2 separate regions of the Zea mays genome follow, and region 2 is linked to region 1. Evidence: chromatin contacts called from public Hi-C data. All regions are on one chromosome and are shown on one strand. The core of a region is the stretch at or near the end of the contact, and the rest is flanking DNA. Distances in the headings are between cores, read along the strand shown.

Region 1 (4,279 bases), core at 775-3,274:
CAATCATACCATGTTGGCGCCATGCATGCTCGTGCACGTGGCCTCGGAAATCACACGCATCTGACTGGACAGTAAACTTACACACGCAGCACGCCCTTTTGGCTGCTGCCACACGTACGGGCAACTTCAGAGACACATGCTGAGCCAGTGACTGACAAGGACCGGACTGATAGTGTAGTAAAGTAGCACTGCTCAATGCTAGAGCAAGCGTGCGTAGAGCCCGCGTGTACATAAACATACTACAGCACATCGATCGGAGGGACCAGATGGCCATGTTGTTTTCAGTCATGTCTCTATTTAGGCCCTATAGATTGTATTAGCTCAATAGCTCCGGCTCTTTCTCACATACATGCACTGTAGTAATATGCACCATTCTAGCACTATAGCAACACTACTCTTTATAGGAGTCTTTCTCTCTCTCTCTTCTCTCTCTTATTTGTCTTTCGCTGATGAAACCATCTTTTTGGACATTATCACTACAGTAGCTAAACAGTGATAAAGCCGATTGGAACCAATACCATGCATAGAAAAAAGGACATTAGCCTACACTATTGCTGCGCGCGCCTCTATTCCAGCAGCGTGTGCCCCTACATCATTTAATTCTTTATTTAGTACTGTGTACGTGTATGGTATACGGTGTCTTAACTCTCAACCGATCGGGGCAGCCATTGAAATTATAAGATCAAGTTTAATAATATAGCCAACCGCTGGTCGTAAGGATTAAGGAACCTTATAGCCTACTACTTAGCCTATTCATGCAATAGTTAGCTCTTCACTATTAATTTATGATTTGCATGTCATTCTCACAAAAAAAGTTTTTAGTTGTTTGTCTAAGCCCCGGCTTTAAGTTTGCAGTCCGATTCTGCTCTCTCTCATATTCTCTCTCATCAATCTTAATATTTAGCCGGCTTATATCCTCTTGTTATATTTGCTCTAATATTTCAGTAATTGAGAGAGCATATAGAGCAGGCAATTGTTACTACACTGCTCTATACTCCTATGAATGAAAACGAGATTTTCATCGGAGTAGCCCTTTATTGTCTGTGCTGACGGTTCTAGTCTTCTGCCAGAGATCCTTTTCCCCAAATTTGTACGTCGAGAGAAGCGTTTAAGTAGTATATATAAGTATACATGCATGGTACCTCACAATTTAAGAAAAATCTCTCAATCAACTATATTTATAGTACTATGAACATTTATATATTTATGGAAGTTTCTTATATATACGCATGCCTTGATCAAAGTTGATATTGTTGGACTAGATTTCCGTTCTTCGTGTGAAGGAGGAAGTACTACCAAGCTTTTCGGGACTGCGTGCATTGACTCCCATGCATCAAGGAAGGAAGTAGTACTACTCTCTAGTCAGATGCACACTCGATCAGCGTTGAGATTAGGGCGCGCTTATTGTTACCTGTTCCCGAGGGTGGCGTGGAGCTTGATGATGATGTCTTCTTCCTCCTTGGAGATGTTCCCCCTCTTGACGTCCGCCCGAAGGTAGTTGATCCACCGGAGCCGGCAGCTCTTGCCGCACCGGAGCAGGCCTGCATGCGCGTCCTAACTAGCTAAGAACGACGACGGCGACGAAGAAGCAAGCTCATATATGCATGGATCGGAGATTGATGGTATAGTACGTGGCGATGCATGGCGCGCGGCCGGCTTTGGTTACCTGCATTCTTGGGCAGCGACCTCCAGGACCCCTCGCCGTGCTCCGCAATGTAGTTGGCAAGTAACTGGTCCTCCTCCGCCGTCCACCTCCCTCGCTTGAGCCCCACCTTCTCGCAGCACGGCGCCCTCCCCATCGCGCGCCGGCTAGCTCCCGGCAACAGCTAGCGTCTGCCCTCGCTCGCTCGCAGCACGTGCGTTCCCCGGCCCGGCCGCCGCTGGCCACACCGGAGTCGTATGTGGTCCCGCCGATCGATCGAGCTAGCGATCCCGGCCGGCGGCGAAGTCGCACTACTACTTGCGCACGGTTAGCAGCTGGTCGCGCGCGCGCGTGCGTCCAAGGGAGTTGGTGGCCGTGCGGGCCGACGACCGCGCGCTACGCTCCTTGCCGCGCGGACACACGCTGGCAGTCGCACAGGTCTCACTACAGCTTGCACTTTCCAGTGTGTGTGCCGTGCTGGCTATAGAGGGCACGCCACGGCCGGCCATAATATAGCAGCGGACGGAGTACGTACGTACACTAGCGCTTAGTAGAGTGCACGTTACGGACCGACCTGGCCGTTACGTGGGACTGGGGGGAAGGGAACGGAGCGAGCAGAGCAGAGCAGCTAGCGGGCCGAGGGCCGGCGCGGCGGCCGTACGTGCGGCTGCTGGCGCGGGCACGTGGCCCGCAAAGTGGGCGCCGTGGCGCAAGGCCGCACCTTGCGCCGCACCACCGTCCTGTCCGCGAGCAACCCACCCGCCGGCGCGCGCATTACATCTCCTGTTAGTCAGGTTTACTTTTAAGCAAGATTTGGTTTTCCTCCTTGTCCTGCCGTGCCCTGGCGGCCAGCAAATTGTGCGCACGCAGCCATGGCCTACCTACCTCGAGCGAGGCCGCCCCTAATGATTTTCTTTGCCTCCCCTCCCCTCGTGAAGAGATGGCAATGGATACCCGGCGATTGATATTTACTTTATTAGGTTATGTATATGAGCTAAATATTCTAGCTGATTGGGTTATTTTTGTGTCGTGCATATGAGTATGAAGTAGTAATATCCCGTGGTTATTTCTCATTGCCATCCCTCGTCCTCCAAGATTCTCCCCCTGCATTGCACGTCTGTCTAGGAGGGATCAACGTCACAAAAAATATGACATTCGCTTGCGCGCCAATAGGATGGCCGCTTTGCAGCCTTTTCTTGCAGTCAAATCTATCATCAGTCACCACTCATGCACCGGACCAAAACCATAAAATACAACATAGCGTGCGTGTTAGCGTGAGGCACGTGGGCGGACAGCAGAGCCTCGACGAGTGACCAGACCGCCTTGGTTGTGACGCCCAGGCCGCAGGACAGAGGTAATCCGAGGAGCCAATCACGCGCATGCACGCCTGCTGATCCGGAGCCGTATGGCCAAAAGAGCCGCCCGAACTTGATCTGCCCCGACACTGTTTAGGACGGCTTACTTATTCCACTAGGCCCTAGACCTTAGTACTTATTCCGGTAATTCCACTATAAATAACGTCCGCAAACCATGTTTTACGGTCGTTTTTTCTTTTTAAGAACTCAGTCCGATCCGTATCGACCCATTATTAGTACGGAGCGCTGGTCCGGCACTACACATGCCCTGGCTGAGAGTGGCTGGCTGGCTGGCTAATGGCTATACATACAGGCACAAGGATGGCACGTTCGTTGTCGTGATGCAGCCATTAACAGCAGTCCTGATGCTCTCTGCTGCCACCGGCGAGGCGCGAGGCAGCGCCAATGGCCGGGCTCGATCGTGAGCCACGAGTAACGCCGGGTGTCCGGTGATTTTCCTGCCGCCGCGTAATGGTGCCCTACTGTAGTTTGATCGAAATGGGCAAATGGCCGCCCGGCTTCTGTACGTCCAAGCGGCGTCTACGTACCTGCGCGCGTTACTTTACTATTCGCGCATGATGCCTGCAAGCCCACAGTAATGCACAATATAATGAGGCTACCAGACTGTTAAATATCAGCGTCGTAGGTTCTAGATAAGGAAGACCTATAAGATTTGTTGCCTGTTTTTTTTTACCACAGCGTCGCAAGTATAAGCAGAAATAAAAAATCTTCACTTTTTTATTCATTATTATTATCTGAGAGAGAGAGACAACATTTGCCAAAGCAAACATTTGTCAGTACTACTAAAACATGTTCACCCTTTAGAAGCTTATGAAAATTCTCCATCCCAACATGGCAAGTTGGCGATGCCAGAGCCAACGCATATTGGTTTTAGCTATTAATCATGCGACAAGTTTGACTTTATCATTCGAGAAATCTACTAGACAAAGCTTTCCCTTAACACACCCTTAAAAGCAACTGAATCATCACTCCTTCTAAAGACTCTAACACCAACATAAGTAAACAAACAATTTTAGCCCATTTGGTACAATTGGGAGACAGATAACAAATTGTAATCTAATGAATCAACTAAGAATACATTAGAAATAGACTAATCTAATGACCCTTTACCTTACCTTGACTTCCATACCCAAATGTAATAGCATCTTAGGAGTCATTGTTCTTTTCATAGGATGAGAACATCTTCTTCTCACCCGTTACCCAGCATTAGCCTTTGGATGCATAAACCTACAAAACATTTTAGGCCTTGTTCTTAGGTACC
Region 2 (4,279 bases), core at 628-3,127, 330 kb after region 1:
CCCCCGTATGGTGTTCCATCTTGTTCATCCACCATATGGGTTCCTGTAGCGAGTCTACTACTGATGTCTTCAAGGTAGTGTGTGCGGGTCCCGCGGATCAGTCTCACTGTGTGGTCTTACGAAGCACGGCTCCTCCCGTTGTCACGAGCCCTACTTCATCTTTCAACGTGTTGTGGACATACAACCGGTATGGCGTAATGTCCAGTCCTTCCGGGTGTTTGGGTCCTTGTTGGGATTCTATACTGATGTCACCCAACGACTAGGCTTGACTGACCCCACAAGGCAGTGGTGGCACGTCTGAGTCCATATGCGGGGGCGCACGATTCGTGTTCTGATGGTGACTACTAGGCGCGCTGCACGTTTACCCAGGTGTTTAAAATCTGTTTGTCCAGGAATATGTTGTTGGCTTAAAAGGAAGGATTGGAGCCCCAAACCCTAGTTAAGTGTATGTTTAAAGAAGTTAGACAACATAGCTTAATGATATGAAAAGTTTGTGAGTTCAAATATGCTAGTTCTCTGATCTGTCCAAGTAAATTCAAATTTGTTACCTTCACCAAGTTTTGTGTGTGTAGATTTATGTATATGCTTACCCTAAACTTCAATTGGTTGTGTTACCCCACATCTCCTTATGAGAATTTGCATTTCATGGCATTACATAAGCATTGATGTATTTCTAATTGACTTGTAGAACACATAGAAGAAGTGGAAGTTGAAGTGGAAGAGGAATCAGTTCCTCAATCTAAAGGTCCTTCTGAGAGTCCTTCTGAAGGTGCTCCTGTAGGCTACGTTGCTAACTGTGATATCCGTGTAGAGGAACCAAAATCTTCTAAGAGTCATTATGTGAGTCCTTCATCGAACCCAACATAATTTTATCACAAGTTCAACATCATTCAATATTAAATGGCAACATCATGCCATCAAATCACACAAAATATATCATTGATAGTACAAAACTCTTGGAGCAAAAGAGAGTTTTCAACGACAACACAAAACATTAGGATAATTATCTAATTATTCAATACACAGTACTTAATATTTAAATATTTAAATATATAAGACGTGAAAAAAGGTTGCAGCTTAAGGGCATCCTTAATCCGGCCCCACATGTCATATGTTAGCGAGTTTTTAATTGGATAGCGGGTATGGGGTAAGAGAGAACATACTCATTCCCACCATACCCGATGTGTGTAACAAATAACATAATAAAATACCCATGGGTATAAAAAATCGCCATACATGTGCCCTAATAGGGTTTTTACCCATCGATTATTGGGTTTCGGGCACCCATTGCCATCCCTAGCTGGGAAACGGGAGCAAGTGTCGGGGAAGGGACCGGCGGCAGTACGGTGCAGAACAGGAACACCAGCCAAGAACAGGAATCGGCAACGGCGGGGAGCCAGACTTGGCGGCGAGGTAGCCAGACGCATGGGCGCGTCTGGGACAGCGACGAGGAGGAAAAAAGGTGCGACACAGCCCGACGAGGAAATATTTGGCGCGATTTTTTAGTTCAGGAGTGGTAAAAAGAAAGCTATATTTTGAGAGTACATATGGTTGGATTAGAAGTTGATCAATTTAGAGAATTGTTTTAAGAATTTGTTGGAGAGATATTTTTATGCCAATTCTCCTAATTTTGATTTAGGAATTTGTTTTATATAACTACGGGAGCTGCTCTAACGAGGGTAACGATGTCTTTGCGCAACCAAATACTCCTGATGGATTGGATTATAAGGATGATGTGGTTGGAATGTTGGATATTAAAATTCTGCCCCTAAAATGCAGTTGTCATATTTTCTTTAAAGGTCCAACGGACCCTGAGCCCACCGGTCCAAAGAACAGAAGGAAAATAAGGCCCATTACCAAACGGTACCTCCCGGGGCGAAAGATTAGTTTCATTTCCCTCCGAAACAGAGATCCGCATTTGATTTTTCTCTCGCCCTCTCCTGACCTAGTGACTTCTCGAGATTTCCCATTCCGGTGCCGCGCGCGCAGCTCGAGCAAGAACAATCCCCAATCTCCAATCCCAAATCCTAACGATTCCACACCCGTCTCCCCTCTGCATCCCGCTGTTTCACTGCCCGCTATGGCCTCACCTGCCACGGACGACGACATCGGCGACGAGCACCTGTTCGACGGCGTCCGCTTCATGCTGGTCGGATTCAACACCTATGACGCGTCCCAGGTGCGTGCGTGGCATCCCGCGCCTCGTCCTTGCAATTTGCTTACGCAGCCCAAATTTGCGGTTTGCGACGTTCTGGCCGATAAAGTTCCGACTGCGTCCGTCGTTCCGTGTGCAGTACCGGTCGGAGATGGTGCGGCGCGGCGGCACCGACGCCGGGCCGTCGGGCAACGGGTGCACACACGTGGTCGTGTGGAACCGCATCTACGTGAGTTTGGTTTGCAAATTGGTTCCTCTGTGTCTTGACAAGCTTGGATGGGGGACGGGGCTCTGATCTAGTTCTTCTTCGTAGGATGACCCGACGTGCGTGGCCGAGCGGGCGCAAGGGAAGAAGGTCGTCAGCGGGCTGTGGGTGGAGGACAGCTTGGATCGCGGGGTGCTTGCTGATGCCGATAGGGTCGGCTTTTGCTGCTAATTGCTCGGGCACTTGTGCTCTTATTTCTTCATCAGAGCCACGGTTTAGTTTTGTGACCCGTTATGTTCAGTCTTTTCCAGGTTTTGTATTGGCCGATGAGACATTTGAAGGGAATACCGGGTGCTCAATCGTTGCTTATATGCTTGACGGGTTACCAAAAACGCTATCGCGAAGACATGATGGTAGCACCCTCCCAGTTTTATCTATATGGCTACGAGTGTATCCATTTCACGCAATAGGATAGTTCCACATCCAAAGTTTAAATAGATTGAAAATGCCACGTTTTTGGAACTGGAAGGAGTAGACGCAAAAGTTACTTGCATTTGTTATACATTCAAATAAGAAACTAATGTGTTGTGTTCACGCAGAATCTTTTGGGTACTGTAATTGTGCTTGTGACATGATTCTTCTAATGTTTTGATGCAGAAAATGGTTTCTTTGATGGGAGCACGGTTCTCAAAACCTTTGATAGCAAATGCAGTCACTCACCTTGTTTGTTATAAATTCGAAGGTACGTTGTTTCTTTTATCAGTCAAATCGTGCAATACATATAGATAAAACTTGTTATAAATTTGAAGGTGTGTTGTTTCTTTTATCAATCAAACCGTGCAATACATATAGATAAAAAAGGATAGATTCACTGCCAGAGACTTCCACGTGAGTGGGGTCTAGGGAAGGGATAAATCCATACCTCTGCAAATAAGGAGAGGCTACTTTGAACCCATGACCAGGTGACTTAGTGAGTCAACTCTCACCACTGCAGCAGGTACTATGCTGAATTTTGTTATAACAAGCAATTTACCTGATGCTGTTTCCTCCCATGGAACTTCATAACTAGTTCCATGTACTTGTCTAGCAAAGCTAGGCCTGCTGTTTGTGTGCGTGTGTGTGGTGGTTTGGGGTGGGTGGGGGGGGGGTGGCATGGGGATATGCATCAGTGTTGCCCACCCACGCCCGAACCCAAACCAAAGGTAAGGTTAAGCTGATAGGGAAAGGGGGATTGACTTATATACTTCAGCATAGGCGAGGCGACCAAGAAAATGTAGAAACAGATCGTCCCAGCTTCAGGAAACAATGGAGCTCAGCTGCTCACATATATCAAGTAAAAATTGGATAATATGTGGGTATACCCATACCCTACTTGGTAGATCGATTTCTACCCACGCCTTCCACATTGCACATGGGTATGTATCTGGGGACTCGGTAGTCGGTGCAGGACTAAACAAAGCTATGCTCATATTGGTTTCATCTACTTTAATGTGAAGATGCACAATGCTCTTTCAAATAAATGTTTCTAAACATTAGTTAAGTGTCTTATATCTAATTTGTAGTATGGCCGGTACTGTGTGTTACCATTATCTAAAAAATCTAATTTGTAGTAGAGCTATGTTTCTAAGTTTGTCCATAATGCACATTTGTAGCTCATCTTTGTTTTTGGTTGTAGAATTCATTGGTTCCATAACAGTTTGGACATTTCTTCTGTTTAATTTGTATGTGAACCATACAAAGGTTAACTTTATGAACCATGCTTTGTATATTTGTGATATAGAACTGGAGGTAATTTGTAACTTATGTCCAGATGTTATTTGATATTAAGAAGCATCCAAGAAAACTTGAGCGAAGTAATCCAACAACATAATCATTATGTCTATGAGGTGTCTGTCTTTGGTAATTTATTTCTTTGACTA

What was found. A called contact is a pair of places that touch in the nucleus more often than the background predicts.
Region 2: a Hi-C map of ear shows a contact between it and region 1, with 5 times the contacts expected there. The contact joins the promoter of LOC103634545 here to the promoter of LOC109943270 in region 1. A contact is called at or near these places in 3 of 25 Hi-C or Micro-C datasets (ear, leaf and tassel).

What each region holds. Positions count from the first base shown.
Region 1 is chr1:48,031,338-48,035,616 of Zm-B73-REFERENCE-NAM-5.0, forward strand. LOC109943270 (myb-related protein P-like) reads right to left here and starts at 2,025. Exons shown (of 3, transcript XM_035963470.1): 1 at 1,667-2,025; 2 at 1,412-1,541. The coding sequence starts at 1,799.
Region 2 is chr1:48,364,473-48,368,751 of Zm-B73-REFERENCE-NAM-5.0, forward strand. It overlaps LOC103634545, which reads left to right and starts at 1,878. Exons shown (of 11, transcript XM_008656553.2): 1 at 1,878-2,179; 2 at 2,295-2,384; 3 at 2,469-2,573; 4 at 2,672-2,773; 5 at 3,018-3,102. The coding sequence starts at 2,081.